Regions from separate parts of the Mus musculus genome. Here all the other regions are linked to region 5. The links are chromatin contacts, called in public Hi-C, HiChIP or PLAC-seq and promoter capture Hi-C maps. All regions are on one chromosome and are shown on one strand. The core of a region is the stretch at or near the end of the contact, and the rest is flanking DNA. Distances in the headings are between cores, read along the strand shown. Region 1 has its middle 12 kb from the start of Gm38990. Region 2 has its middle 34 kb from the start of Gm30483. Region 3 holds the start of E130304I02Rik (RIKEN cDNA E130304I02 gene). Region 4 overlaps E130304I02Rik (RIKEN cDNA E130304I02 gene). Region 5 holds the start of Tshz3 (teashirt zinc finger family member 3). Region 6 has its middle 28 kb from the start of Gm38990. Region 7 has its middle 43 kb from the start of Gm36234.

Region 1 (3,194 bases), core at 14-2,513, 750 kb after region 5:
CCAAGACACACGTGTTAGCCATGTCCTATGACAAGAGCAGCATGGACTTATGGACAGATGGCTCTGGGGATTCGTGAAACATCTAGAAAATTAGCAGTATCTCAGAGAAAACTGCAACCAAGCCAAATTCATGACCCAAGGTCAAAGGCCTTGTGCCCATTTCACAGACTGAGCGTGCCATAGAGGGGTCGTTCCCCACTTTTCTCTACACCTTACAGTATGAAGGCCCACGAGCAGGTTGTAGGGGAGAGATCTGTCACCATGGGTAGGGTACATGCAGGCAGAAGTTGGGGAATCCTGATTGGCTGATTCTGGGAACTGGCATTCTGGGCAGAGCTTTAAAAAGGATAATGTATCTTTAAGGCCAGGTGCCCTTCAGGGAGTGTAGTGAATAAATGTCTCTGGAAAGCCTGTAAATATTCCATTGCCTCTCTGTCATTACTACTATGAAATGATAATGAAGCATGAAAGAAATATAATTCCATATTCAGATGACAGCATTAGCCTCCATAAGCAAACTGAAATATTTATTAGTAAAATGTTCGGTATCTACGCCTGTAATCTAAAAAAAAAAAAAAAAAAAAAAAGGACAAAAATGTTTTATAATAAAAAAGAGATTGAATGTGGAGGTAAAATGTGGTTGGCTGATTTTATTGCTTATTATTAAATCCTGGCAAAACAATTATTTTTTTCTTTTCATTAGTAAGACACCCAAATTAAAACTATGCCCTCCGGCTGCAGGTTTACAGTAGTGATTAAGAACAAGGGATCGTGATACATGGGGCTTTTGACAATGGCGTAATCAAATTCATTTGTATTGTTCAATCTTTCACTGACAAATATTTTTACAGTAAAATATACCAAACAAAGAATCGCGTGCAACAACTATCAATACAGAGGAATTAGGAAACCTTGTCATTATTTAAAAAGCGAACGGATACGACGTTGCCATAATCTTGAATACAAACGGTAGTGTGTAGTTAATTAGGGTAATTATTGCCTAAATTGTGCTTAATTGTCTTATACTGAATAGGGCCCATGAAGGAAGCTTTTTGAGCTTCCTACAATGCCCGAGTACCACCAAACTCCTGAGTTATAATTTAATAAGTTTTGATGGTATTTCCTATAAGTCAGAAAATACACCTGAATCGAGCTAAAAGGCAGACAGGAGCCATGCGCCCTGACCTCTCTTTCACCTTATTGAAAAAGAGGCGTAAGAGAGTCATTTAGTGGTGCAGTCACTTGAGCGGTCTGGTACTGGGAGCACATTCCTTAAAGGAAAAGGGAGAGAGAGTGGGGAGAGGGGAAAAAAAAAACAAACCACAGGGTCTTTGAAGTGAATGAAAAATTAGAAATTCAAGTGACCACGATCAATTCTGAAACACTGCACAAAATTAATTACAGTTTTGCATCAGAAGCAAGGATGTAGATTTCAGACAGGCGATGTCATTTATCTCAACCTGCACAATACACAAGGCGATTAAAAAGCCAACTGTGTCCCCACCTCCCGAGTCTAGGGCCTCTCTGAGGCTGTGAAGTACAAATGATTAACTCCGAATTATGCAAGGGACTGCACGTGCTTTAGCCTGAATGGAGTGCGCAGCAAGTCCCGAGAGCTGGAGAGGGACAGATCCGAGGCTCTTTATCAAAATCCGGTCTGGCCACCACCCCACCCCCGACAGAATCGAGATAAATTACAGGGAGAGCCGGCCAGCACTGCTGAGGGCTTGCTCTGCAAACTCCAGATCGCCCTTGCTTCTGTGTTTAATTGCTTGTCTTGAATTTGAATGTTTGGAAGAGCAGGCTCAAGAACTGACTCCATTCTACAGACAACTCTGACCAAACCCAAATGGCTTCCCCATTCATGTGGAGTCTGTCACGGGAGGTGAAATATTTGGCTTTGTGAGCCCTGATTCGGGAAAGCGCCATACCCAAAACAGGTATCCCCTGAGGATGCCCCTCCCTCTTGCCAGCCAAATTAATCCTAGCCATTAGCCTAAGAACCTTCAGCATCCAGGTGGCTGAGAGATGTCCCCAGGTTTGGATCCACAACTGAACCCCACAGTGAAACCTCTTTGTATCCCCTTTATCTGACCCAAGACTCTGATACTGCCCTCCCCCTTAATTAAAAAAAAAAAAAAAAAAACAGGCAAGATTCACATGTGTTCAAAATACATCTTAACTCTGTTGTCAAAATGAACTCAGTATTAGAAAGGCTGACAGATTTTCCCCACTCTGAGAAACCACACATGGTATGTTACACCACACACACACACACACACACACACACACACACACACACACACAGGGTGTCTGCTTCCTGAAACCCTGCGTTCACAGCTGACTTATTAACACAAAAGATGCCAAGTTGAAAACTGTCACTTTAAGATTTGTAAACACAGATCCTCACTTTACAAACCCTGAGGTCTCGAACTCCCTCTAGGTTTCCTTGCAAACCCTGGGCTGCCTCCCCTGACCAGACTGGGCTTTACCACCTTTTCTTCATCTGCCACTTGCAGATTGCTTAAACACAGGCAGGGACCGCCCACTGCAACTATGGACACTGCCTTCCAGCCCAAGGCTTAACCTGAACAAGTCTGATTCATCAATGGCCATGTGTTGGAGGCACTAGGGAATGGTGGGGACTATGGCTTACATTAAATGCATGATCCCCTGAGGCAGGCTACTGCACTTACATTCAAATGGCCACTGTGAAAAATAAAACCTGCCATGTAACGGAGCACTGAGTTTTCAGTGAAAACTTGATTCTTCAGAAACCCGGATTCTTGCAGAAAATTGCTTCACTTCTTAATTTTTGAATAGCATTAACTTTAAAAGCAAATACAAGAATACTCCACTGGCCAAATGTAAAATATTTTGTTTTTTCTCTAGTGATGGGGATGGATTCTTGGATCCTGGGAACACTAGACAGGTGTTCTGCCACTGAGCCACGCCCCCAGCTCCTCACTGGGGAATTCTAGATAGGAGTACCACCCACGGAGCCCAGCACTAGGCATTTTTATTATCATGTATTAATTGTGTAAATTAATAAAGTTCACGATGAAATTTTCAATTTTAAAGTTTTGAGGACCCAAACCAGTCCAGGAGGATGTCCCCCAATTTATTACCTCAGTTCTGTACTTCACTGAAGAGAAATGTCTTCATTGTTGGATTTGCAGAGGAGTTAGCTCTCT
Region 2 (2,935 bases), core at 191-2,690, 660 kb before region 5:
ATTCTCAGGATGGTGCCTAAACACCCTGTAAGTTACTTAAAGGGACATAACATAGCAGCCTGTGCGCATGCCCTAGCCAGCGTTCTAAGGCCCTTCTAAATATTTACTTTAGAGAGAAATAGCCTCTCCTAATATTATTATGTCCGGGCTTGCTAGATTTCCATGCAGCAGGCCTGATCCCACCATCTGTAAAGTTCTAGGTTTTTTGTAATACTTCTAAGCTGTTTCTAATCTATTTTTACTGCCTTGTTCTGTCCTGAAATGTCAAAGAGTGCAGACTAGGTCTAGGAATTAACATGACAGTTAAGAAACTTGGCAAGGCTTTACAGCAGATTGTGACATTAACGGAACACAAAGGGGCAAGGCAGGATTAACGTTAATGCTCGCTTGCAGACACTATAAAAATCTATATGTCCGCGATCAGGGAATTGAAAAATAGGCTGCGTTTTAGGACAGCACTATTAAAGACAGATCTTTACAGCGAAGGGAGAGTTCCATATGAAAAGCACGTTACAGGGAAATAGTGCCCTGGTCCCTTCTGGAAAGTACAACAGGTTTGCGTCCTAGGTCAAGTAGGCATACAGCTCACTATGGCTGCCAATCCCCCCCCCAGTACCACCCCCCCCCTGCCCACACCCCTGGTTTCTTTAATCTGCGGTGAAACTGCCTTGGAAGCACTAATAGCATCCGCAGTCCCCCACCCCACCCCCCAGCCCCGGCACCCCCCTCCACCCCCACCCCCCATCCCTGGCCCCCGGCCCCAGCACCGCCCCGGCCCCAGCTGTGGAAGAGATCCTTTGATAGATGTACCTAGAAGCGGGATCATTTGTTTAGATTCTCAGATTGAAAAAATAAATCACATAGGGCCAACTTTTAATTTCATTTTAGGAAGGTTTCAAAGAACTGTATGCAGGAAGGCGTGCTGAGTCGTTCTCTCTCTCTCTCTCTCTCTCTCTCTCTCTCTCTCTCTCTCTCTCTCTCTCTCCCTTAATTCTTCCGTGGTGATTGTATAAACACTAATGACCTGACCTCCTTGGCGGGCTCCTGAATTCTGATTGGGGAACTAAGTCTTGGCATTTTAATCATGTGACTGCACCCACAGGGAAGGGTGGACGGAGCTGGTGCCGCTTACAGGCTCCCCGGGGTGCAGACTCCAAATCCCGGACCCACTCTTCTGGTCCGCATGACCTCAGGGCAGTTTAGCAACTTCTCTGGACCTCAGAGTCTTCCCTCCGGAGTGGAGGAAACAAATGTGTACCCACAAGGGAGTGTGTGCCTGTGAAGTCCCGGCGTACAGTAACTGCCGGCGCAGTTATTTTTGTTCCTTTGTTTTTAATTGGAGTGGAGTGGTAAGAATCTGTGAGGGTAGGGAGGGCGGAGGGGAGTCCTGGCCTTTAAACACAGTCTACTCCCCACGGAGTCAGCGCAGCTGCTATCAAAGAAACCTTTCTTCTAGAAAGATCTCTGATCCCATGTGTACTCTGGCCGCCTCCCTCCAGGGAGGCTGGGGGCTGAAACACAGCTGCTAGCTCAGATCTTTGGCCTGTCTGCTTTGCATGCCAGCACCCCAGGCCTCTGTTTATCCACCTGTAAATAGGGCACACTAGCACCTCCTACGAGTTGAGAATAAAACCAGTCAGCCAATAGGAAGTTCTGTGGGTTTAAAAGAGTGTGGATCCAAAAGGAATCAGAGTCCGTATTTGACAGAGATGTCTGAAAGCCTATGGCCATTGCTGCACTGCAGCTGATGCACGGGGCCAGCTTAGGTGCCTACCAACAGGAGAACAGGGAAAGACCACGTGAGATACACACACAGTAGAGTGTTAGTCGGTCATAAAGAGAAAATGGAAACACGTTCCCTGCAGAAGGAAAGCGGATGAAGTCAGAGGTTGTCATGGTCAGTGAAATAAGCCAGATACAAATAAATATACAATGTTGGCTCTCATGTGGAATCTAGAACAAAAATGTATAGGAAAAATAGAAAAGGGGTATAGATAATAGCAAGGAATAAGAAGGAAGGGTGAAAGAGCTGTCAAGGGGGAAATAGAACACACTCACCTATGGAGTTAATATACATTCTTTTAAAAAGAGAAAAAGATCCAAAGTGATGATAAGTAAGCAAGCCCCTTTTGCTAAGGTGGGGCAATATTTAAAAATAACAGCTAGTAGCTCTGGCTGTCCTAGAGCTAGCTCTGCAGAGCAAAATGGCTTCAAACTCAGAGTTCCGCCTGCCTCTGCCTGGGATTAAAGGTGTTTGCTACCACATGGGAATTGTGGGAGGTTTTGTTTTGTGTTGTGTTTGTTTGTTTGTTTCCAGGGCTGTTATGGGGATAGCTATGCCCCTCTGTCTATGCAGGACAGGGCCCACCTAGGCAGCCCATCTCAGCTTAAACACATGGCCCAAGAGGCTAAGAGAAGCTTGTCTGGTGCGGTGTTCTGCAGGGTCATTGCTGGCTTGCTGATGTCTCTGGGAGTGTCCCTGCAAACGTTGACTGATTCAGCCTAGGTGGCTTGTCCCCAGAAAGGGATGACACTGAGCCCAGTGTTTCAAAGCGATCTGGAGCAACGGTCCCTCACACCAGGGCCCAAGGACCAAGTAAGATTTTATGCCACCCCTGCTCACAAAGTTCTCCCTACAAGCACCCCGTGATCCCCATTAGCAACAAGGACTTTGCGACCTACTAGTCTGAGGTGAAGAAGCTGAGGGGCGGGAGACATCGTTGGCCAGGAACACATGGTGCCTGTCTGAACACACGCTTTAGATGTGCGTATATGCATTTGCTCACTCGGCTCACTCTTCTCCCAGGTGACCCTCCTAGCTGTAGGTGTGAACCCCTTCCCCTGCCCTCAGCGTCTACCTTAGCTTCTTCTCTGGTGTCTCAGGCTTCTATGACTGAGTTTATGCTCATATCCCAGACTCGCTGGGCTGCATATG
Region 3 (2,958 bases), core at 403-2,902, 900 kb after region 5:
GATACTTCACGGAAACAGATCCAAACGACAAACATGACGGCTCGCTCGGAGTTATTACCGCAAGCTCACCAAGTCAGACCTTACAACTCCTGAAAAATCTTTCAAGGACCGCAAGAAGGTTCAGTTGGTAAAAGAACTTTCTATCAAAGCTGCAACCCGAGTTCAACCCTTGGGACCTACACGGGAGAAAAAGTGAACCAACTCCAGAAAATTGTCCTCTGTCTTCCACACACGAATCAATAAATGCTTTTTTAAATTTTAAACATAAAAAAAAAAAAGAAAGTATTTTTGACCCAGAGCCAGCACTGCCTCTCATCAGACATACGGTTAGGACCTCTACATTTTTCAGCATACGATGCCTGAAAAAAATAATAGCTCCAATTAGAGCCTGGTATGGTGGAGACACATCTACTCTCCCAAGCTACCCTGGAGGGCTGAGGCAGGAGGTTCACAACTTCAAATGTCTGCCTGGGCTAACTACATAAGGAATTAGAAGCCAGGATGAGTTGTTTCAGGAAACTCAATAGCTCAGTGGAAGAGCATTTATCTAGGAGGTATGTGGTTCAATGGGTAAAGGTACTCGCTGCCAAGTCTGAAGGTTTGAGTTCAATATCAGAACCCATACCATGGAAGGAAAGAACAGACTCCTGAAAATTCTCCTCTGACCACAAGTCTCCACAAATAACAATAAATAAATACGTAGATAATATTTTGTGTGTGTGAATGGCTTACTTATCTGTATACCTGAGCACCATGTGTGTGTCTGGAGTCTGTGGAGGTCAGAAGAAGGCCAGAGCTTCTGAGTCCCTGGAAGTGGAGTTACACATGGTTGTGAGCCACTGTATGAGTGCTGGAAACCAAACCTGTGTCCTCTATAAGAGCAACCACGGAGCCATCGCTCCAACCCTCGCTCCAGCCATCACTCCAGCCATCGCTCCAGCCCTCGATAAACTTTAAAAAAAAAAAAAAAAAAAAAAGTCCAGCCAGATTCACAAGCACAAGGATGTAAAGAACGATGGGGTAAATGAGGGGATGAAGAATGCCCCAGCAGGTTGAGGCCACAGTGGATATCAACTGAGTTCTAGACCAACACCAGCTCTGACAGGACCTGGATGGCCACAGCATCTGCCCAGAGCCTTAAGGCCCTTTCTGCCAGAGGGCGTGGTCTGTGGTGGCTCCACCCCACCACAGCCCCGCCCACGCCGCGCGCCTCCAGGCTCACCTGACCGGCTCGCCGCTCACGTGATCTGTCTCGGCGCCGCCATCTTGGAGCCACGGCCGAGGAAGGGGCAAAAAGGGGGAAAGAGAGGGAAAGGAGTCGGGAGCGAGGCGGACGAGGGCGAGGGTACGGTGGGGTCCCGGCCGGCCAAAGGAGGCTCGCAGGAGCAGCAGCCCGCCGCCCGACCGCAGGTACCGCGCCCCGGGCCGCCCCTCCGCTTGAGCGCCGCCGGCCATGTGCGGCCTCGCTGGTGACGCCCGCTTCCTCCTCGCCGGTGACGCCCGCGGCACTGCCACGCACCCGAGCCTGAGCTCCAGGGCCCTGTGTGTACTGTCGTCCCTCTGTCGGGCCTGTGGAGACCCCGGGCCCGCCGTGCCGCTGGGGGTGGGGGTCCCGTTGCTCCCCAGGTCCCGCTGAAGCGCCTTTGCCTTCTGGAGACGTGAAAGCGCTTAGGCCAGCCAGGATGGAGCTTAAGTTTCTTTAATCCCCCGTCCTTTAAGCACTGCGTGGTGTAGGAAATGCCAGCGCAAACGAAAAATAGCAATCGTGGCCTCCCACACGTACACATCCTCTGGGATTGACTGATCTTTCCAGAGATCGCTGAGACCATTGGTGAAAGTGCCCACCTTTCCAGACCTGGGGCATCCCGATCGTTGTTTGGAGTCCGAGGCCTGGGTGATTAATTAGGTCCAGGCAGCCACCCCCACCAAAGGTTGCTGACAGTGGACAGGAATTTGCTTTCAGTCTACATGGCCCAAGGCAATTACTGGATTTACCCCCTTTTCTGTCTGAGTTTGTACTTTCTACTCTACTGGTCTGATTCTGTGTATGGATTGCTATATTGATTAAAAAGAGAAAGTTTGACCCTTCATTCCTTTACCATGGTAACTCTGGAAACTCGGAGGATGCCCTAGCGGTGTACTAATTTTACTTAACTGTAATCGCTAAGTTACTTTCTAAGGGAACCGAATAAGCCTACTTTAAAGCAACAATAGGAAAACAGTAGCCAAAAAAAAAAAGGAGGACCAGGGCAGGAAACTGCTTTGGAGAATATATAGGTCAAGCCACGTTGTCGCATCTTTTCATGGTACTCTTCTGCCCACTGTGTTTGACTAATTTACATAATCACCCCTTAGGCTGTAATTTCGGTTAAAGTTAGAATAGCAATATGTCATTTATTATTCCATATTGGTTAGAAAATTATGTCAGTAAAAGCAGTAGTTTGCTGAGTGAATTACTTACATGGAGGGGGAGGTTTAAAATATACAATTGTTAGAAGTTTTCCAGGCTGATTTGTTTTAGCTTCTGCAAAATCCTCTACTTGTTAAGTAAATTATGTAAATTTGCCTCACACAATTACATTGCATGAACAGCTTTCCGAAATTTCTTTTCAATGTTAAGTATTGGAAGTTTCTTCACTGCCGAAATAAGTTACTGTGTTTCGCCCGCCAATGGAGAGACGTGTTTGATGGTGTTTATTTCCTTCTTGGCCACAGCTGGATTGTGAATATCGATCCAGGAGACTATCTGTTTCAGAAATTGATTGGAAAGACACTGGCTCTGCCACTAACAGCCATGTAACCTTGGGTAAGTCACTTACATCTCACTGAGATGCCTTATTTATAAACCGCCACCACTGTGACTGGACCCACAGAACTCTGAGCAAACGAAGCTGTTTGCTGCTGCCTAGCATCCATCCGGTGCTGTTACTTGATCATGCTCACCTTGAGCATGGAAAG
Region 4 (3,373 bases), core at 319-2,818, 860 kb after region 5:
GAAGCCGGGAGTAAGTGAGAGAGAGGCCCTTCTCACCTCTGCTGATGAGGGTGATTGCTCATCATGATCGCCTCTCCCAGTGCTCTTTGCAGGAAGGACCAACGTTTGCAAATTACCTTTCAGGTCCCTGACTATCAGACTCGGCAAAGCAGCCGCTAGCACGGCCTGGGCTCAATAAATGTTTAATTAATTAATCAATCAAGCCAAATCAAACACGAGTGTGATTATCTAGATATTTCTATCTATACACCATGAGGTGGCTCATTAATTGCTTTTTTTCTCTTTTAAACTTTTCTACTGAAATGAGAATATGTTTGGGAATTAGGTAGACGTAGCCTTAAAGGTTTTTATTTATAAAAAAAAAACTGATACGTATGAAATATTCTAAGAGTATCCACCAGAACAGATTGCTGCTAAAACAATCGTTGTTATCCTAAAGTCAATGCCTTACTGTTCATACTGCTGAGGTAATAAAATACCACAGCTTGTGAGGAGACAAGGGGTTTTTTTGTTTGTTTGTTTGTTTGGCTTTTTTTTTTAATCTGCAAATATGGTTCTATGCACATAAAAAGCCAAACTCCAGAGAACCTGCATCAGCACTATTCTGCCCAGGGTGAATGGCCTCACTTGCGCTAATCACAAGGACAAAGGGATGCTCTGTTGCATGAGATTCTTAATTGTGCTTCTCCCTGTGGGATCCCGTCAGAATCTCCCGGTGCCGCAGCTCTGTAAGAAAATATTGCATTGGGTCAAGTGGAGGAAAGTAAAAAGCTGATAATCAAATATCCACGATAGGCAGACGTGCTGTCTGGTTCCCGCACTTAATAAACTTGCAGTGGATGCCGAAGGTTTCTGAGAAACACCCCACAGCCTCCCGAGTCTCCGCTGGGTTCTGCATCTTCACACAGTCACTTAAGACCATAAATTATCTGCCTCGGTTTCATTTAAAGATCATAAGATGCTGGGATTTTATACTGTTTATTTTGAGCTATAAATACTAGCCTTGGTCTTTCTGGGTATTAATGTGATGGTAATTGTGCTCCTGGTGGGTTTGGAACAGAATAAATGAATGGCATTCCTAAGGCCCACCAGCCAGTGGGTACTCTGGGCTTTCGCCCCTTCTTCTGTCCCTGGTAGCATCTCAACACACAAACCCCATACCTCAGGAAAGTGCACTAGACAGAGCAGGGCACCGTAGCAGGTTTAGTCCAAGTGGAAATTTTCTGGTAGCTTCCAGAAGGCAAAATAATAATAATTCACAAAGAAAGCATCTTCCTTATTCCCTCGAGATTTGCCTCGGTTTTTTTTTTTTTTTTTTTTTTTAAGATCTTCTGGGTTGACTTCGAGCGCTCGCTCGCTCGCACATTCGTCTGGGAAGTAGTGATCTGGCAGCATCCCTCAGCTCAGAGATGTGCCAGGAGGACTCCAGCAACTCATCGAGGCCTCCGATTCCTCACAGACTGAGCCCCAGCACAGAGACGCGTGATCCCTACCATAAGCGCTGCCTTCACAGGCTGTCGGGGAGTGTGAACCCGGGACAGCAGAACTGGCTGGAAGCCCAGCAATAGCCACTTCCTCCCTCGCCTCAGCGGCACAAACACTCAGATCAATGCTGTTGCTTCAGAGTCTGTTCCGTTCCAACATTGTCAACACACGTTTCAGCCACACGTCGTCCACAAATACACATGCCAACACACACAGCCGTCACACGTCCGTCTTCACCGTCAACTCTTTACCTTTAAATGATGCGAGGCCTGTGTCCCAGTTTGCTTCACTGTTCCTGGGATAAACATTGACCTAAACCCAAGCCTGGGAGAAAGGGGAGTGTTTGACTTCCCAGTTACAGTCCACTATCAAAGAAAACGGAGGCAGGGAATCAAGGTGGGAAGCTGGAGGCAGGAACTGAGAGATCATAAAGGAACCCTGCATACTGGCTTGTTCCCCGTGCCTCTGTCATCCACCTTTTTCATATAGCCAAAACCCACCAGCACAATCAATCATTAACAAAACCAAACAAACAAATCCTGTACAGATGTGTCCACAGGCCAATGTAATGGGGGCGATTCCTCAATCCAAGTTCCCTCTTCCCAGGTATAGCTAGGTTTGTATCAAGTTGCCAGAAACTGTGACAGTGTGCAAAGGAACAGACCAATCAGGACTGCCACTGTCTCCCTGGGGCTCTGTTGTGCCTACTTCAGGCAATTCATCCCACAGGCTCTCTGGAGATCTGATGTCTAATCAAGTCACCAAGGCTTTGGTGAATGTCTGGGAATCTTGCAACCATGAAAAATCACCTGGATCTTGGGTTACATGCCTCCGGGATCTGAGCCTGCACCCCAGGACGTGAGCATGCATCCCAGGATCTCAGCCTGCTTTCTAGGATCTGAGCATTCACTCCAGGACCTGAGGGTGTGTCCTGGGATCAGCACCTATGACAAAGCAGTGAAGCAGCATGGGAAGAGATGACGCTTGGGTGTATAAGACCCCAAAGCAAGCACTTCCCCTCCCATAGGAATTGTGTTTTCATACCTGACTCCTTCTCCATTGAGTGTGGTTAAACCTTAACAAGGGACAGCACTGGAAGAACCAGGTCCCAAAGAATCTGTGTCATCCATGTTAAAAAGAAGAGGCCAAGCCAAACATGGTGCTCCCAGGTCTGGAAGGCAAGATCACAAATTCAAGGCCAGCCTGGGCTACATAGAAACAATCCAACTTTAGAAGAACATGGAGAGAGGGGAGATGGAACATTTTAAAATTCCTTTGCTCTGCATAGTGGCATGCATTTTTAATTCTAGCACTAAGGAATCTGAGGCAGGAAGATCTCCAGTTCAAAGCTAGCTTGGATGCATAGTGAGTTCAGGATCAGCCTGGGCTACACAGTGAGTTCAAGGTTAGCTTTTTTTTTTTTTTTTGAGATCCTGTGATACACACACACACACACACACACACACACACACATACACACAAAATAATGGACAGATGACTGGTTGGTAGATCAATTGATGGGTATGATAGATCCATTGATAGGTAGCTAGATTATAGAGAGATAGGCAAGCAGATAGATGGTAGATAGATAATAGATCAATAGGTAGATGAGCAAAAGTAAGAAAGGGGGGATAATAATGTGTCTCTTGGACCCTCTAACATAAAGGCACCCAAGCTCCATGGAAACTACACAATGTTGGCAACTGGTAGATACAAGTTAACCTCTGGCTTCTTTGGTGTTATCTAAAGGACTTTAACAACTGGTTCCTAATCTTTAAAAAAAAAAAAAAGCAATGGGGGACAACAGCCCCCACATCTTTTGTCTGTTGTGGGGATTAAAGTATTGCATATGTGTATACTGCGCCCCACAGAAGCCTGGCACATAGAG
Region 5 (3,253 bases), core at 280-2,779:
ACACTTCTGGGAGAAGTACCTTATGGTTGCTTCCCTGTGACCCTGGTAAAGAGACTGAAGGCCAGAGTGCAGCTGAGGTGGGAGCCCCGCTGGTCTGATGGCAATCACCAGCAGCAGCAGCCTGCATAGCACCATCACTAGCCTGTATCCCACCAGCACGTGGAACATTACCTCGGTGACCCTTCTTCGCTCAGCCCTCCCCTCTTTTATCAAAAGAGAAGTGAGAAGAAAGAAGATTAAAGAAAAGGACTCCTAAGCAACCTTCCCCTTCAGGCAGCGTCTGAGCCTCTGCACGTCTGAGTGTTATTCATATCAAAATACATCACGTCCATATGTGGTCCTCTCTCGGCAAGCCGCCCCAAATCCCTGAAGTTGCACTGACAGGGCCCTCCTGACGTCACGGAGCTTGGCCTCACTATTGCAAGTGATTTATTGATGTTTATTGGGAATGAATAGATCAAAGGCACAGGCATGACGGGCGATCAATCAGTCATCAAATCAAGGGTGGCAACCGGCCAGAAACCCTTCTTCCAGCCAACGTGCCCCCAACCGACATTATTGCAAAATAATGTTATGTGTGTGGGTTTTGTTTTGTTTTCAATGAATCTCTTTTCCAGAAGGAAAAAAAAAAAAAAATCAGCTCAGTCCTAACAGGAGTTGACGTTCCTGGCAGAAAAAGAGAGGGAGGGGGGAGTACTCAGATATGTCCCAGAACTAAGTGCTAGAAAAGGGTAGGGAGCAGCAGCGGAAAGAGAGGGAGGGGGTAAGAAGACATTCAGGAATGGAGGAAATGTCAGCATCCAACACTGACCTGACAGTCATCTGACAATACCCAGACCCAGTGCGCTCTGGTTTCCACCGCTGTACCGGGTTTGGGCCCAATAAATGAAGAATCAATCGAATTAGCAGTAAGGTGGCCAGAGGGATCCGCTAGCTCACTCTTGCTCGCTCTGGTCCCGGTAGTCACCGGGTACTGCCCGGGACAACGCGGAAGATGTCCCAGAGAACTCAGGTGACCCCGCCCGCCCCCCACCAAAAGGCACGGGTTGGAGAGCGCCTTCCCCGCTGCAGCCGGATCGGCAGAGGCGGGGACCTAAGCCGGCTCGGTGGTCCCCAGGAGGGTGTGCGAGCCGGTCGAGCGAAGAACATAGCGGGGCAACTGGGGGGCGCGCGCACCCGGGCAGGAGAGCCCCGAGCCAGCCGGGCTCCCGGAGTTACTCAGCGCCCGCAGAGACAGACAGAAAATGAGAGAGAGGCGAGGAGTGCGGCGAGCAACGCGGGGGCCGGCGGCCCAGAGGCGCGGCGCGAGCAGAGGAAGAGGAGGAGGACCGGAGGAGGAAGGGGAAGCCGCTCGTACCTGCTGCGCGCCGGGGCGCCTGCTGCTTCCTCCTCGGCATGATGCTTCTCCCGCGACTGCCACCGCCGCCGCCGCCGCCGCCGCCGCTGCCGGGCTGAGCCGAGGGAGGGAGGGGCGGCGGGGGGGGGGCGAGGCGGGCCTGCTCGCAGCCTCCCCCCCGGAGAGCGGCCGCCCGCAGGATGCTGCTGCGCCCCGGCTCTCCGCGTCCCCCCCTCGCTGCGCTCCGCCGCGATCCCCGAACGTGCGGAGGGAAGGAGGGCGGGCAAGGGAGGCGCGGGGAAGGAGGAGCGCGAGGGGGAGGAGGAGGCAGAGGAGGAGGAGGAGGAGGAGGAGGACCGCGCTGCCGGCGGAATGGGAAGTTTGACAAATCGCTCCAGAGGCCCGAGGAGGAGGGGGCGGGGAGGAGCGGTCGCCCTGCCCCCCCCCCGCCCCGTCCCCAGACGAGGTGCGCGGGGTTCGGGGCTGGGGGGCGGGGAGTGAAGGAGGAGAAGGCGGGCAGAGAGATGAGAGGAGGAGCCCAGGAGCGACCCCGGTCGGTCCTGCCCCGCTTCCCGCCCCCAGGCAGGGAGGTCAAGGCATGGGGGGGGGGGGGGTGGAGGGGGGGCGCAGCCGCCGCCGCCGCGGCCCGGGGCTCAGCGGTCCAGTCTTCTGCCCACGGCGCGGCTGGAGCGGCGGCGTCGGCAACAGGCAAGCTTAAAGGAAAAGGAGATGATCGTGTCACTCGCCTGCCCGCGGAGGCGCCCCCAGCCTGGGTCCTGGCCCGGACGCCTGCCCAGGGCCCCCCGCCCAAGTCCAGACACCCGGAGCTGGCCCTCCGTCTCCGCCCCGAGCGCTCTCGCAAAGGCGCGGGGTCCGCCCTGCGGAGCGCGTCCCGGGGCGCCCACAGCCCCCGCCCATCCCTCTTCCCCACCCGGTCTCAACCCCGGGCTGCTCCCGGCTGCCCCTCCCGGCCCACACTCCTCTCCACCCGCCGCGTGCAGCCCCAGAGCGCTCCCCTAGTTGGGATGGTACCCCTATCAAAGATGCCAGGGCCCCGGGGGTGCCCTGGAGAGAAGATGTGCGGGCTGACATGGGTGTGGGCTCTGGGTCTTCCCTCCTGGGACCTACAGTGGCTACCTCCTTCCGTTCCCCCACCCCACCCCCGCCACAAACTTTCCCAGGCTTGTTTCGGGGGTAAGCATGGGAGGGGGCACCTCCAAGTTTCCTTTACTGACTTTGGGACGATCACCGTCTCAGCACCCCGCGTCTCGCCCCCTTGGGCTACTGGCCGCGCCCCCCACCCACTGCGTCGGAGGTTGCCAAGGCGGGAACGGGGGAGGGAGAAGAAACTCGGGTTCCCCTGCCCATCCCCCGCCGGGGTGCGCCCTGGACAGGGTACTGCCCCAGCCGCTCCCAGCTTAGGGGCAGTTCTGGACGAAGGGGATTGATTATTGATTGAGTGATTGGGGTCGCAGAGGCTCCGGGCAGACTCGGCCGATGTGCCCCGGGAAGGAGGCGGCTGGAAGGCTGCGGTGGCGACAGGGCGACGTGGGCTCACTTACTCTGGTGGTGAGGGCGCGGGTGGGCTGGAATTCACGCGGGCGACCCTCGAGCGGTGGCGGCTGAGCGCCAGCCAGAGCTTGAGAGGCGCGGGCGGCGGCGCATCGATGCGCTGCGGGCTCGATTGCGTCTCCCTGGGCCAGCTCTTAGGCCGGGAATGGGGCGGCCGCGGCGCAGCGGGCTCTGGGCGGCGGTGGCTGGGGTGGCCTCTGGGCCCCCAGCTCCCGGGAGCAGCACTATATCTGGGTGCTCCGGCTGGGACCCTGAAACCCACGTGAGCCCCGAGGCCCACAGTCTACCCGAGGGCCGGCACCCTGCGCCCCAGGACTAGCTGCCTGAGCGCACTGGGAGCTGCAA
Region 6 (2,983 bases), core at 430-2,929, 710 kb after region 5:
AAAATAATTTTACCACATATATATTAAGTTTTATACTTTTTTTTCTTGTCTAGTACATTGTACCAGCCCCAGAAATACTTATAATATCTCCTTCAAGAATACCCCACTCTACCCCCACCCTCACCTCTACCCCACCCCCACCCCTAGTGGCCTGGTTCCTCCTCCTGGCCTCTCACCAGCTCTCCATGTCCTATAGGCAATGAACCCATCATAAATTAACCCACTGATGAGGTCAGAGCCCTTGATCCATCACCTCCCAAAGACCCCAAGCCTTCAGTATGTGTACTCTGGAAGGAGAGGTTTCAGATCCAAACTATAACACAAGGAGAGCTTATTCCATTTAACAGACATGGAGAAGCCCCTGCCTGGTCCTCCTGGTCTAAAAGGTTCTAGAAGACATAGTAGCTTACCATCCCTGTCTTCCAAGGGATGTCTTTTCCGGAGCAGGCCACATTAAGGTAGAGTGGGAGAGTGTAGATTCATGGTATGTACACTTCGGGTAGGCAAGAGTACGCATACACACAAACAAGGCTGGTTCCAAAGCAGGCAGGGATGGTGGGCACGTGGAGGAAGGCCAGACCACACAGGCTGGTGGGAAACTCATTGAGGGTCTGGTTGGCACAGTCCTGAGACTCCTGTGGGGACTTGTATGGGAGCCAGATGGAACATAAGTAAATATCAACTGTAGCCTCCTTTAAATCAAACGGAATGGGGCACCGGGAGGGCCTCCTCCCCAAACAAGGCAATTAGCCCATCACAAGGAGAACAGCCACGGGAGGTCACCATGACCCCATCAGCTGACATTTATAGAGTGCCTACCACTTGCCAGGCGCTGCTGCCAGGGTCGCACACAGATGGACCTATTTCATCCGCCCATGGCATTTTTATGACTCCCATTTGCAAGCAAGAAAACAGAGGCTGTAGAGCGACAAACTAACACATTCAAAGTCACATGGGTACAGGGCAGAACAGGGGTTCAAATCTGGGCACCTGTCTCTTGGCTCCTCCTCTTGGCTAGATGTTCAATCTGGGTAATCACAAAAACAGTGGGAACTTTAGGGTTCTTTCCCAGCCGTGTTTTTCTGGGTCAATGTTAACACACATGCACACGCTCAACACACGCGCATGCACACCCATACACATGCATTCACACACATACAAACACACACACACACACACATGCACACACAAGCTTTCCAGCCTTTCTCAAGTCCCATGTCACACATCCACGGCACATACAAGAATATGGGACTCTGAGGTAGTTTCTCAACCCTCATGGAAGCTGATGGAACCACAGAGTCAAATTAATTACAAGACACTCATTCTTAAGAAGAATATGTCTTTTTCCAAAAGAGGCTAGGGCGTGTGAGCAGAAGCGAGAGCCAAATGACGTCTGAGCCATACAGCCAATAAATTAATTTCATGTGGGAGGAAAAAAAAAAAAGCTGGACTGGCCCAGGGTTATTAAAGACCCCGTCAGCATAAAGATCTCATTGTGACACAGACCTCTCTGGCGGGGTCTCATCGGCTGAAGCTGTTTTAGATTCTAGAGTCCCCTGTGCCTAGCAAAGATTCCACATCAAATGCAGAAAAGATGGACCTGTCTAGACATCCCATTGCATGTAAGAAATAAAAAAAAAAAAAAATGCACACATCGTTCTTGTCAGTCTCTAGAAGGAGGGCCTGTGCAGAGCTCCAGCCAGGCTGCTGGCAGCTGGCAGCGCTGGGGAGGGAGTACAAACACAGCCGTTCTGACTCAGGAAGAGCCTTTTGTAGAAATTATTAGTGAGCTTCTAGAAGATTCCGAGGGCTGTGACTGAAAATTAAAGGGGGCAGTTTTTATTGTGGAGGCAACGGTCGCCTGAGAGATGTAGAGAGACACACGTCAGTGAGTTGTGCATGGAACACAGGCTAACCTACATCAAAATTGGTGGTCCTACAGCCAACGCTGAGCTCAAAGCTCTCTTTGACATGACCAGGAAACAGGGAGGCCCTGAAAGCCAGGGAGGAGGGGGAGGTCTAGTTAATCTCATTAGTAGCAACAGGAGTGGAGCCATTCAACACGTGAGTGTTTATTCAACAACCATTCTGGGCAGAGCTGCTAGGAACTAGTGTTCGGTGCTGGTGGAGATGTAGAGGGTGTATGTCCTCATGACACTCTCAGTGCAGGAACCAGACCTGGCATGAAAGGACACACAGGACCCTGTCCACCTCTCTACCCTCACCCATACTTTTCACATGGGCAACAGAACTTCCGCCATTAGAATTCAACCTAGGGCCATCCTATTTCCTGCTTCCTCTTTCCCTTCCTTTTCCCTTCTCCCACCCCAAAGTGCTTGGTCTAACCTTTGTTTATCTGAATGTTCTCACTTCTTCCTCATAGAGTCACCTCAGCCACCCTTGCAAAGTCCCTTTCTTTCCCCTCCCATGAGTTGACATAACATATCAAGGCCATTGTCTTGGCTCTTTTGTGTTGGTTGCTGTGATAAAATGCCTAAGTCTAGATAACTTACAAAATAAAGAGGTTCATTTAGCTCATGAGTCCACCTACTGAAAGTTCCAAAGAGCACATAATACCAGCATCCCGCAGGAGGCCTCCAAACTACATCACAATATGTTAGGGAGGTGGAAAGTTGCCATGAGCAGAAAGGGTCAAGGTGTGAGTTTGTATAACAAACTTGTCTAGAGAGATAGAAGTAACCTATTCCTGAGAGTGGAGGCTTCACAACCCAGTTACTTGCCAGTAGGTCCCACCTGGTAAAGGTCCCATCACATCAACACTCCACACTAGAAACCAAGCTTTATGGTTACTTGTTTGTACTGTCTCTCCAAGGCTACATTATCACCAGCCTGGGGCAAAGACCTAACCAGCTTTGAGAACTTAGAAATCTGGTGAACCCTGGAGTGTTAGGCATCCACCCAGTGCCTTAAACTGTGAAGGATAACAGAGCGTCATGAGATGGCCATAGAGGTTATAGAGAAT
Region 7 (2,946 bases), core at 121-2,620, 820 kb after region 5:
TCCTTTTTTTTTTAAGTAGTTGAGTTAAAATGAGGTCATTCGGGTAGGCTCTAGCCCAATTGACCTGGTGTCTTTACGAGGAGACAGCAGGACGTGAGCATACGGGGTGAAGAGGATGTGAAGATACAGAGAGAAGTCAACCCTCAGTGGCTACAGAGGGATGTCTCAGAAAAAAGCAGCCCTGTCAACTCTTCAATCTTAGACACACAGCCTCAGAGGAGTGAGGAAGTACATTTCTGTCATGTAAGCTGCCCAGCCTGTGGCACTTAGTTACAGTAACACTAGCAGATGAATGTACTTTTGAACCCCAACATTCAAGAGCTGAGTGTGTGTAGTTCAGTGGTAGAGCCCCTGCCTAGAATCCCAGGTGAGGGGCTGGGAGTGTGGCTCAGTGGTAGAGCCCCTGCCTAGAATTCCCCAGTAAGGGGTTAGGGGTATGGCTCAGTGGTAGAGCATCTGCCTAGAATCCCCCAGTGAGGGCCTGGGGCCATGGCTCAGTGGTAGATCACCTGTCTAACATATCCAGAGCCCTGGGTTCCATCCCTAGCTCTGCAAGAAAATAAAAATACGCGACTGATTTGCCTTTTCTTGTGTTCAGCTCCACCAGCTGTCTTCTATATGTCTCCTACAGTTGGTGTAAGGAGGCTGAAATAACAATGAGCCCCACAACTTCAGTCTGTGAGTGATCTCCATTTCCCACCTTGTGCCTGGCCACTAGACCCCCAAGTGAACCACACTCTGTCCCTGTGAGCCTGCCCCCGGTGCCAATATGTATAGGAGTGACCTGCTGAAACACCAAGCACCCACACCAGATTGGGCACTTCCTGGCATCTTCCCACTGTGGTTGTACCTACTGGGCTAGTCCCTAAATGGGTGTGACATCAGACACAGTGTCCAGCTCAGACTTCAGAGCGCCCGATCACCTTGCTGTACCTCTGCCACTGCCCATCTACCCCTGGGTTCCTGACACCTCTCTGCTTCCATACTGCTAGTCCTAGCTCTCTGCAGAAGGTGAGGACAGGGGTGCGGGAGGAGAGCAGGGGCTCCCAGGGCTCAGCTCAACTTTACAAGGGGACAAATGGACCATTTCATTTCCCAAAATAGCCTTCCAAGAACACTCCCATACGGAGCCATAAAAAAAGGCTTAGACCCAAGATTTTTTAGAGGGGATTTTATATCCGTGAGTATCTATCGAGTTTTATGCCCCTTCGGGGTGTCCGTGGGCTGTGGGCAGAGTGGAAAGGGCCTTTCATTAACCACAGGAATCAAGCAATGGCTAGAAACAAGTTGGGCTCTTCGCCCTCTGGTTTTAAGGTAATTCTTGGGAGTTTTAAAAGTCCTTTCCCCAGCCTAGAGCAGGCAGTGGGCTGAAGCGCAGCGCCCTCTGGTGGTTGTTGATGTTCAGCGTCCTAGCCCCAGGTCCAGCAGGAGGCTGGAAGCCTGGGCCATCAGCCAAAACATCAGCATTACAGAACAGATGGGGGACCTTTGGAACCTTGAGGGGCTGCTGACCTGCAGCATGGGCTGAGTCCAGGTCCCCCATGCACATGTGGTCATGCAAAGGGCATAAGCATGTGGGAGCACACATAGGGGCGTGCTTGTGGTCAGCCTCTGAGGAACAATGTCACCCATAGTGAGCCGGAAACATAAGATTCTCTCTTCCTTGCGTTCTCTCTCCCCAGTGCTCAGACCTTGGAGCCAGGACCCCCGATGTTTCCCTCTCCCCCACTATCTCCAATCATCTTCTCCACTTACCAACAACAGGCTTCTTATGCGCATGTGAGTGTGTGTGTGTGTGTGTGTGTGTGTGTGTGTGTGTGTGTGTGTGCGTGTGTGCCGTGCGTGCGCATGGACAGTCCACAGCTGAGGGGATACAATATGTGCTCCGAGGTCCCCATAATGTAGATCAGCACATGCCCTTCTGACATTTTTGTATTGAAGCCAAACCGCAAGTCCCAGGGCCCTGGGCACAGAAGTACATAGGGGCTTAAAGGGGTCTATCCAAGCCAGCGGATCCCTCTTAAGTCTGCCCAGCACCCAGCCACACCTGAGAGAGCAAGGCAGTGCAGGTATTACTGAGAATGCAGGTTTGAGAGAGTCCAACCCCTGAAAGAGTGGCTCCATTTCCTCATCTGTACAGTAGAGGCCAAGCTCAGAACATGCTAAGACCCAGCACAAGCCGCACAGAAAGCCACACTGGTATGTAAACATACTTTCTATTGCTGTGATAAACACAGACACCAAGAGCAACTTGGGGAAGAAAGGATTTATTTCAGCTTAGGGAACTTAAGACGAGAACTGAATCAGAGACCATGGAGATGTACTTCGTCCTGGCTTGCCCCTCACCCCCCACCCCGTGGCTTGCTCATCCTGCTTCCTTATACAAGCTAGAACCACCTGCCATGGGTGCCACCGCCTCCAGTGAGCTGGGCCCTCTCAACAAACTCATCCCCAGAACAATTCAATGGAGGCATTTTCTCCATTGAAATCCCCTTCCCAGATGACTCTAGCCTGTGTCAAGGTAACAAACTCCACCAGCACACCTGGCCTGTGCTGTGAACACCAGCCCTAAACCATCACTGCCCACCCTCTTATCTACACGACTCCTTCCGCACTAATAATATACATCCTACCAAGTGTGCGCAATAACCAAATGACCCATAAAAGGCCCAGACTTTCCTGCGGGCCCAACCATCTCCATTTCCCATCAGCCCGTGAGGACAGAGGACATCTTCCTCCCCACGGGATCCCATAGGCATCAGACCTCAGGCCTGGCCATCCCCCATCTGTCTGCAATCCTAGTTCTCTCACTCGGAGGCCCCTACTGTCAAGCTTTCCTGTCACATAGATTATAGAGGAGGCTAAGACAGCCAGGACAGAAGTCTAGAAACAGCTCTGATGGGACGAGAGAGGAGGCCAGTGTGCTTCCATCTGGAACTTCAAAAC

Evidence for each region. Promoter capture Hi-C pulls out the DNA fragments that hold promoters and counts their contacts. Hi-C and Micro-C count contacts between places; a contact is called where the count stands out from the background. HiChIP or PLAC-seq counts read pairs in DNA pulled down with a chosen protein or histone mark.
Region 1: a contact with region 5 is called in an H3K4me3 HiChIP or PLAC-seq map of neural tube, with 10 times the contacts expected there. The contact joins the enhancer-like site here to the promoter of Tshz3 in region 5. A contact is called at or near these places in 2 of 39 promoter capture datasets (the C10 cell line and hippocampal neurons), 12 of 115 datasets of contacts at active chromatin or transcription factors (astrocytes, craniofacial prominence, differentiating embryonic stem cells and 9 more) and 1 of 9 other capture datasets (embryonic stem cells).
Region 2: an H3K4me3 HiChIP or PLAC-seq map of forebrain shows a contact between it and region 5, with 7 times the contacts expected there. The contact joins the enhancer-like site here to the promoter of Tshz3 in region 5. A contact is called at or near these places in 13 of 39 promoter capture datasets (the 3T3-L1 cell line, cranial neural crest, embryonic stem cells and 5 more), 1 of 15 datasets of contacts at CTCF or cohesin (stem cell-derived epiblast-like cells), 11 of 484 Hi-C or Micro-C datasets (embryonic fibroblasts, embryonic stem cells and nephron progenitors), 21 of 115 datasets of contacts at active chromatin or transcription factors (craniofacial prominence, embryonic basal ganglia, embryonic brain and 11 more) and 2 of 9 other capture datasets (embryonic stem cells and liver).
Region 3: an H3K4me3 HiChIP or PLAC-seq map of embryonic forebrain shows a contact between it and region 5, with 3 times the contacts expected there. The contact joins the promoter of E130304I02Rik here to the promoter of Tshz3 in region 5. A contact is called at or near these places in 4 of 39 promoter capture datasets (3T3-L1-derived adipocytes, cranial neural crest, hippocampal neurons and 1 more), 3 of 484 Hi-C or Micro-C datasets (cerebral cortex and embryonic stem cells), 10 of 115 datasets of contacts at active chromatin or transcription factors (the SCID.adh cell line, differentiating embryonic stem cells, embryonic forebrain and 4 more) and 1 of 9 other capture datasets (adipose tissue).
Region 4: a promoter capture Hi-C map of liver shows a contact between it and region 5, with 2.3 times the contacts expected there. The contact joins the enhancer-like site here to the promoter of Tshz3 in region 5. A contact is called at or near these places in 4 of 39 promoter capture datasets (the 3T3-L1 cell line, cranial neural crest, hippocampal neurons and 1 more), 2 of 484 Hi-C or Micro-C datasets (cerebral cortex and cortical neurons) and 11 of 115 datasets of contacts at active chromatin or transcription factors (SST interneurons, astrocytes, differentiating embryonic stem cells and 8 more).
Region 6: a Hi-C map of uterus shows a contact between it and region 5, with 3 times the contacts expected there. The contact joins the enhancer-like site here to the promoter of Tshz3 in region 5. A contact is called at or near these places in 4 of 39 promoter capture datasets (the 3T3-L1 cell line, cranial neural crest, frontonasal cranial neural crest and 1 more), 3 of 484 Hi-C or Micro-C datasets (all in uterus) and 7 of 115 datasets of contacts at active chromatin or transcription factors (craniofacial prominence, embryonic basal ganglia, embryonic forebrain and 4 more).
Region 7: a Hi-C map of cortical neurons shows a contact between it and region 5, with 2.4 times the contacts expected there. The contact joins the enhancer-like site here to the promoter of Tshz3 in region 5. A contact is called at or near these places in 8 of 39 promoter capture datasets (the 3T3-L1 cell line, cranial neural crest, frontonasal cranial neural crest and 4 more), 7 of 484 Hi-C or Micro-C datasets (cerebral cortex, cortical neurons, gonadal supporting cells and 2 more), 15 of 115 datasets of contacts at active chromatin or transcription factors (astrocytes, craniofacial prominence, differentiating embryonic stem cells and 11 more) and 1 of 9 other capture datasets (embryonic stem cells).

What each region holds. Positions count from the first base shown.
Region 1 is chr7:35,947,025-35,950,218 of GRCm38.p6, reverse strand. No RefSeq gene overlaps it. Among named protein-coding and RNA genes, the nearest start is that of Gm38990, 12 kb to the left of the region's middle. Within about 2 kb of position 1,263, at least 27 of the 459 cell types and tissues checked have an H3K27ac peak or open chromatin away from gene starts, as enhancers often do. A contact at or near this core is called in embryonic basal ganglia and neural tube, where this site is marked.
Region 2 is chr7:37,360,451-37,363,385 of GRCm38.p6, reverse strand. It overlaps a transcript of Zfp536 not described here. Among named protein-coding and RNA genes, the nearest start is that of Gm30483, 34 kb to the right of the region's middle. Within about 2 kb of position 1,440, at least 70 of the 459 cell types and tissues checked have an H3K27ac peak or open chromatin away from gene starts, as enhancers often do. A contact at or near this core is called in embryonic fibroblasts, embryonic forebrain, forebrain and 3 more, where this site is marked.
Region 3 is chr7:35,801,286-35,804,243 of GRCm38.p6, reverse strand. It overlaps E130304I02Rik (RIKEN cDNA E130304I02 gene), which reads right to left and starts at 1,652. Exons shown (of 3, transcript NR_033567.1): 1 at 1,223-1,652. It overlaps Zfp507 (zinc finger protein 507), which reads left to right and starts at 1,255. Exons shown (of 7, transcript NM_177739.3): 1 at 1,255-1,410; 2 at 2,716-2,806.
Region 4 is chr7:35,835,241-35,838,613 of GRCm38.p6, reverse strand. E130304I02Rik (RIKEN cDNA E130304I02 gene) reads right to left here. Exons shown (of 3, transcript NR_033567.1): 3 at 540-726. Among named protein-coding and RNA genes, the nearest start is that of Zfp507, 34 kb to the right of the region's middle. Within about 2 kb of position 1,568, at least 20 of the 459 cell types and tissues checked have an H3K27ac peak or open chromatin away from gene starts, as enhancers often do. A contact at or near this core is called in cerebral cortex, cortical neurons and liver, where this site is marked.
Region 5 is chr7:36,696,394-36,699,646 of GRCm38.p6, reverse strand. Tshz3 (teashirt zinc finger family member 3) reads right to left here and starts at 1,529. Exons shown (of 2, transcript NM_172298.3): 1 at 1,358-1,529. The coding sequence starts at 1,397. Gm36722 (zinc finger X-linked protein ZXDB-like) reads left to right here and starts at 1,425. Exons shown (of 3, transcript XM_030243157.1): 1 at 1,425-3,253. The coding sequence starts at 1,537. The coding sequence ends at 2,784.
Region 6 is chr7:35,987,382-35,990,364 of GRCm38.p6, reverse strand. No RefSeq gene overlaps it. Among named protein-coding and RNA genes, the nearest start is that of Gm38990, 28 kb to the right of the region's middle. Within about 2 kb of position 1,679, at least 18 of the 459 cell types and tissues checked have an H3K27ac peak or open chromatin away from gene starts, as enhancers often do. A contact at or near this core is called in uterus, where this site is marked.
Region 7 is chr7:35,878,590-35,881,535 of GRCm38.p6, reverse strand. No RefSeq gene overlaps it. Among named protein-coding and RNA genes, the nearest start is that of Gm36234, 43 kb to the left of the region's middle. Within about 2 kb of position 1,370, at least 15 of the 459 cell types and tissues checked have an H3K27ac peak or open chromatin away from gene starts, as enhancers often do. A contact at or near this core is called in cerebral cortex and cortical neurons, where this site is marked.